Linked DNA regions of Mus musculus: region 2 is linked to region 1. Evidence: chromatin contacts called from public HiChIP or PLAC-seq data. All regions are on one chromosome and are shown on one strand. Each heading gives the region's core, a stretch centred on a gene start, on an enhancer-like site or on the middle of the called end of the contact. The rest is flanking DNA. Distances are from core to core; before and after follow the strand shown.

Evidence for each region. HiChIP or PLAC-seq counts read pairs in DNA pulled down with a chosen protein or histone mark.
Region 2: a contact with region 1 is called in an H3K4me3 HiChIP or PLAC-seq map of embryonic basal ganglia, with 5 times the contacts expected there. The contact joins two enhancer-like sites. A contact is called at or near these places in 5 of 39 promoter capture datasets (the C10 cell line, cranial neural crest, frontonasal cranial neural crest and 2 more), 1 of 15 datasets of contacts at CTCF or cohesin (large pre-B cells), 1 of 484 Hi-C or Micro-C datasets (nephron progenitors) and 5 of 115 datasets of contacts at active chromatin or transcription factors (differentiating embryonic stem cells, embryonic basal ganglia, embryonic stem cells and 2 more).

What each region holds. Positions count from the first base shown.
Region 1 is chr1:137,372,161-137,375,591 of GRCm38.p6, forward strand. No RefSeq gene overlaps it. Among named protein-coding and RNA genes, the nearest start is that of Gm34244, 20 kb to the left of the region's middle. Within about 2 kb of position 1,836, at least 33 of the 459 cell types and tissues checked have an H3K27ac peak or open chromatin away from gene starts, as enhancers often do. A contact at or near this core is called in embryonic basal ganglia, where this site is marked.
Region 2 is chr1:137,926,384-137,929,814 of GRCm38.p6, forward strand. It overlaps Gm4258 (a long non-coding RNA gene), which reads left to right. Exons shown (of 3, transcript XR_003948014.1): 2 at 1-3,431. Among named protein-coding and RNA genes, the nearest start is that of Gm4258, 30 kb to the left of the region's middle. Within about 2 kb of position 1,683, at least 141 of the 459 cell types and tissues checked have an H3K27ac peak or open chromatin away from gene starts, as enhancers often do. A contact at or near this core is called in embryonic basal ganglia, where this site is marked.

The sequences.
Region 1 (3,431 bases), core at 586-3,085:
TCAGAATATAAGCACAGAAAGACATAATCATTAAAATAATATAAAACTGTGTTAGCTATTGGACTCTATATCTGTCACTGGGAAGATGGAGACAAAAGGATCCTGAATTAGAAGCTAGCCTAGGCTACAGAGTAAGTTCAAGGCTAGCCCAAGTTAACATTGCAAAATCCTGTCTCAAAACCCTAAGCTCAGTGGTAAAGAGTTTGCCTAGTGTGCTTGAAGTCTTGGGTTCAGTCTGCACCACTGAAAACAGTAATGTGATACCCTGGTGGGCTGAACAGCTGGTCTCTAATCCATACATTGTAGGTACTTTTCCGCTCAAGCAAGACAGGAGAGCAGTAGTCTGGAGAAAGCATTAAGAGCAGAGTAAACAAGAGGGAAAATTACAAAGTTAATTCATTTTGCTGCAAAATGAGTCTCCTCTTTGTGCTCGAGCCCGCTTTACTCCTTGGTCTAAGCTGGCCTGGAACACACTACACAGTAAAGGTGGGTCTTGAACTCATAACAGCCCGTATGGCCGACTCTCCAAAGTGTGGGACTTAACAGGAATGACTCACCTTGCAGCATTCTTTATCTTTACAGTACTGGGAATTGAACCCAGGGCCTCAGGCGTCTAGACGGGCTTCCCAGTACTGAGCTGTGTCTAGTTCAATTGGTTTGGTTTTATTCCTTTCAGGCTCTGTTATACCACTGATTTTTCTAAAGAAAATGGAAATGGTAGAAATGCTCAAGAAGGGCTCTTCTCAATTAGCTCCTCCCTGCATCCAATTTCAGGATAGTTCCATGAATCAGTACTGAGTGGGAATTGAGTAAAAGAACCACATAGCAGTGATTGTTCAAGCCATGCACACAATGATATCACCCCGCAGCAGGACTTTAAAGCAAGCACAGGCCCAATGGCTGCCCTTGGCTCAGGAAAGTTTCTACTTGCCATTGGCCTTAAGGGTTTCCAGAGACAAAATACACTCAATAAATAGTAAAGAATAAAAGCCCCACCGGACTTACTAAAATTCAATTAATATGCTCATTGCATAAGATGTTCATACTATAGTTTAAAACTCTACCATCCAATATGAGGAGCAGTGGCCAGATGTAGTTCTTTAAATTTAATTAAGTTGAAGTCAAATTTAATCAAATAAGTATGAGTTAAAGGTGATTACACGGAAACTTCAGTTCCTTAGGCCCACACGCCATATTTCAGTTGACTAGCAATCATGTGTGGCTGGTGAGTGCCGTGTAGGAGAGCAATCTACTACCCAGAAAGTTTTATTGACAGCTCTGCCATGGGGTATAAAACTTAACTGACTTTAAAGATCCACAGAAAGCCATATTCCCTTTAATATTCTAACACCCTACATAACAAATGTATTCTGTAGACTTTCTGCTTTAAGAGAACACGGGCTTTCTTTTTTGCTTAAGTTTAAAACAGAAACACACGTTTTCATCTGCACAAGATATGATACCTCAGCAACTTGTGAGTGAAAGCAAATGTAGCCAGGAGGGGCGCCCCTATTATTTTTTCCCAGAACTATCAACTTTCACATGGTGTTAAAAATTGTCTCGGTTGGCTGAATCCAGACTATTCCCTTGTGCACATCTGCTCTCCTTGCCTGGGATGCGAAGGACTCTTGTGATCAGAATTTCAGGTGGTCTTAGGTCATTTTCCAGAATGTATGGGGGACCAGCGGATAGATCACACCAAGGCAGTAACTGCCCATCCAGCCCAGCGTGCTGCCCCCCACTGGAGCACAGACGGAGGGATCAAAGGACAGCATACATTCCTCACAACACATTTAATTGTGCAATCCTATACGAGAGAACTGTTTTCTCTGACCCAGACTGGTAATCAGCTTACGCCTGAGAGCATGGGGAAGGAAGGGGTCATTAATTATACAGTGAGCCAGGGTTTTATCCAGATCACTTTGGTATGGAAAACAGAATGCTAAATGCCCTGAACTGGTGTGTTTCCATAAAAGTGGAACATGCGAGGCTTTATACCGTTCCTTATTTTGAGAAGAAAGAGTGAGCCCCTAATTAGAAATATTGTTGGCAGGCTATAGAGAGAAAGAGAAAGCAGGTGGGAATGGAACTGTATTATACTAGGCTCGTGTAGAAAGTATGAGTGCGCCTGTACTACACGACTCTTCTTTTCTTTTCTTTACAAAGTATGTAGGTGTAGGGGAAGACAGAGGCCTTCTTTTCTCTCTCTCTCTCTCTCTCTTTCTCTCTCTCCCTTCCCTTCCCTTCCCTTCCCTTCCCTTCCCTTCCCTTCCCTTCCCTTCCCTTCCCTTCCCTTCCCTTCCCTTCCCTTCCCTTCCCTTCCCTCCCTCTCTCTCCTCCCTCTCTCTCCTCCCTCTCTCTCTCTCTCTCTCTCTCTCTTTCTTTCTTTCTTTGTCTTGTTTTGTTTTTCTCTCTCTTTCTTTCTTTGTCTTGTTTTGTTTTAAAGCTGTCACAGTGAACAATGGAGTTTCAACCTTCTTTACCCCCAAGCAAACTGAGAACCTTCCCATAAGAATCAGGGGAGGGGGAGAAGCAGGAGGGGAATGCCTTCCAGTGTCTTGTCCTGAACTCCTGCAAACTTGGAATGAGTGGCCGCTTGCCACAAAGGAGACAGGGAAGGACTCTGACCTCACAAGGGGCAGCCCCAATTGTGGCGGATGCCAACAAGGTCATAGAGTCTGGGGACAGGCTGGCTCAGGCTGGTGGAGCAGGAGAGATGATGACACTGCATTTGTCAGTTTCCATCTGTCCACGCAGCTGTCCTGTGGCCTGTCCTGTCTTGGTGGAAGTGGCCTTACTTAGGGGTCAGGGCCTTGTTCTGAAGCTTAATGCATTAAACACTGCATATCCTTAGGTGGAAAATTGGTCCGTATATTTCTTCTTCCATAAAACAAGGCTAATAAAATCCATCCTGACACACTGCTCTGAGGAAAAGATAAGATTGTTTTGCAGAAGCCCTGGTACGGTGTACACCCTGGATCACTGTTAGCGCCTAAGGTTGTCGTGAGCCAGTGGCCATCTTTCCATGATAGTTCCCAGGTTCTGAGTGTCACCTACACCCAAATAAAACCTGCCTATCATGACCTACTTTCTTAGACCTCTGCCTTCACCTCTGTGAGATGACAAATGGCTGGGACAAAAAGTGTTCCCCCACCCCCACCCCAGGGCTTCCATTTTATTCTCTCTGAGGACAAATATACTGCTTTCACATACATTCTTTCTTCCCGTGATTTCCTGATTTGGCATCAGAATCAAGAGGCAATTAGAAGAGAACTCCAAGGTAGAAGAAAGGAGGAGTTTGCAGAGAGGTAAGAGCAGTGGGCCGGAGTTAGCATAAAGGAAAGGAGTGTCTGTGGATGCAAGCAAGAGCTGAGAGAGGAAGCAGACATTCAAACCAGGAAGGGATGAGGGGCTTGACATCTAAGACTATT
Region 2 (3,431 bases), core at 433-2,932, 550 kb after region 1:
AAAAAAAGAAAAAAAAAAAAAGAAAGAAAGAAAACAAAACCCCAAAACCCAGGGACACAATATATCACTTCAGTTTGCTGCTTTCAAGGTCAGCGCTGGGATCAGACAGTCCCCATTTTTTGATACAATTAGAAGATAAAGACCTGTCAGTTCTCAGAGAGCTTAGCCCAGAGCTCTGTGCAGAAGTGGGTCAATCGCCCTGCCCTGTTATCTGTCTAATTAATGATGCATTTAGTTTGAGACTCACAAATCTACTCATCGACTTCTCCAAACACCTTAAATGTACACAAATTCCCTTACTAGGTCTTACCATCTCCCATAGGATACAGTAGAAATGGGCCTAAACATATTAAAATAATATTTTTATAATACATTGTCTTCCTTCATAATTACTTGCCATTTTTCTACTAACTATGTCAGTTGTCTGAGATCCCTTGCAGACCTTAGACTATGGAAGAAATGGCTGCACTCTCCCTAGCACATGTCCTAGACAGTCAGGAATGGAAAATGAGTACTCATTTACTCCCAAGGATTATGGCAACACACATCTCCTAAGTCTTTCTGGCCTGAACCACTTGGATACCACAACATAATCCTTGGGAGTAAATGAACGAGGTGCGTTTGGGTCTTTCCTTGCTTTCGTTTATGTTACCGTTTGGATTCACTTGTACACAAGAATCTGTTTACCAGTTTCCTGTTATTAATTATGGGAAATGGACTTCCTTAAAATGTTAGGGACACTCTTATACCTCACGTTCAAACACTTCCGGCAAGATACTGACAATCCCCTTAAGTTCCACAAAGCCATATGCTCATTTGAAATACATTGTTTCTTCTCCTACCCCTCAACTTATCTCTCCCTGAAATGAAAAGACAGAGAGTAGCATGCCTCTACCCAGTTATGAGGACACCGAGGTGTGAATCCCGAATTCTAGTCACAAAACTGAGTTGCAAAATTCAAATAAAATAGTAAAGTGCTAAGGACCACAATGTATTCTAATGTAAATCTACAAACGGGGAAAATATTGATTTGCTGCTTGATGTATTATTACTAAGCTTTTCTTCTGCTCAATCCAAGTTAGTATATACTCTGTCTTGTCTCTGTTTCTCTCAGTCTCCCTGTGTCTCTGTCTTTGTCTCTCTCTTCTCCCTCCCCTCCCTCTCTTCCCTCTCCATTTTCTCTAAAGTATAAGCAAATGTATTTGCATACATTAAAATCATAAAGAACCCAAAACATCTGGAAATTTTAGAAGCAAAGCAAAATAGTCAGGGGAGAAACCCAGTTTTAAAATGCAGATGTTTAATTGTGCTGTCAGTTTTGTTACAAGGGCACAAGAGCAGAAATAACCAGAAGTCAATGGCAGAAAATTAAAATACTTTCAGGAGCGCTTGCCAAGGTAAAAGCAGTGAAATTGGTAACACAATATGGACACGGCCTTTCTAGACTGAGATCTGGAAATGTTACCATGTGCAATTTCATAAATTAGCTATTTCAAATGAAAATCCTTTTCATTAAAGGACACAATAAAAGTTTTTCATACTCTCTCTTCCCTTTGGTCATCAACATCAGGCAGTTATTTGGGGTTTGTCTTTCATCAATGACAAGCTCTTTCCCCCACCCTTCGGGCCCCGTTTCTAAGACTCTGATAGTGCTGAGTGGCCAGAAATTACAGATGCAGGACAGCTGACAAATGACTGCCAGGCCCCTCCCCCAGGGCCTTGGCAGTCACAGCTCCTGCCGGAACACGCCTGAGCACAGCGAGCCTTCCAGACAAAGACACAAAGATTCCATTTTCTCAAGGAAAAATAGATTTCATGTGTAAAACACTGGTGAGAAAAACTCAAAGCTGACACACATGTGCGGTCTCCACGAGGCGAGGCTGAATCGCTCCGAAGACTCAAATTTCACTTGATTGCATCAAAGCCTAACAAATATTATTTAACCGAAGAGTATTTCAGGCAGGCTGTAAAAGGGGGAAAAAAAAAAAAGAAAAAAGACAGGCAACGGTAAGATATTTTATTTGTTGAAGCGCGTGATTAAGAAGGCAAAAGAATCCCGAGCTTAGTAGAGATGTTGATCCTAGAGTAAGAATTCATACTTGCTCACATCTTGGAGTCTACAAAGTAAGAAGAATTCTTTTTTTAAAAAATTAAAACCTTATTCAATCAAAGGGTTTAGCAAGATAGTATTAAATTCCTACGAGTATGTTTCTAGTGAAAAGAACCTCCTCACAGCAGCCCCCAGGATATCATTACTGGAGAGGCAGCGAGTACTTTATTACACATGAAACCTTGGCGACTGTCTCAGCCTTCCCAAGCATGCAGGTTTCATCTCGTGGGCCCAGAGCCCTGGCTTCCACAGCGAAGGCCATCTGCTTGGCCTCCCCGTCATGCCAGGCAATGTGTAGGTGCAAAGGCCAGGGCTGGGAGACAAAGAAAGGCTGTCTACTGAGAAAGAGTGTGCTTTTCTTCCTGTCTGCCTGGACACCCATCCCCACTACTCAGATGAGTTCAGTGTTTGCAGAAAACTTAGTTTAATATACTTGAGAAAGTGAGCCCTTAACAGGTTAAAATATAATTAATCGTAGCTGTCAGGGGTAATAGACCAAGAAATTGCACTGGGAATCTTTTTTTTTAAATTATATAACAAATTTAAAAACAAATAAACACAGTTTGTACTTTCCTGTACCTTTTACAAGATCCTGCAATTCTTAAATTTCTTTAGCTTCTGGAAATGTCAGGGTAAGAAAGAAAGAGGGAAAGAGGGAGGGGAGGGGGAGGGGAGGGAGGCTGAGAGGCATTACAAAACACTTGAGAATTCAAAAAGAAGTATCATGAAGGATAATGAGGCTATTAGGTAATCGCATAACTATTTTATCTAAACTCTATTCACACACACACACATTTTAGGGCTAGCTATTATGATCAACAGGGAAGGACATTAGCATCTTAAAGATATTGCTAATATTAGTCATCAAAATTCATACTTCATATTTGGTGTTAAAGTGACCCCCACCTAAAGGGGACTGAAAACATCAGTACACTTGTGGAAAACAAACACCAGCTTGGCTGGAAGCATAACTTTTATTCTCAATTAAACCACGTCGCAATCTGCCTTTGATGTCATCTCAGTCCTCCTGCCTAGAACATGAAGAATTCTACAAGTTGCAGCTCACCTTTGGAGATCAATATCTGGAGGAAACCTCCCTCTCTAAATGCAGATGTATGTGCTGAGGGGAAAGGATGTGAGATATTTATTGCCTTACAAACTTTAGCGCACACTATGCTAAGAGGGTCTATGTCTCTTGCTTGTTCACTGGCATAAAGCAGTCCAGGGCTCTGCACTGGGGCTACTGCAGTAGCTATGGGTGTGTGTTCTTCTCATAATATCTCAACATTCTGTATCTTGAAGTGCAAGACTCGGCTTTAAA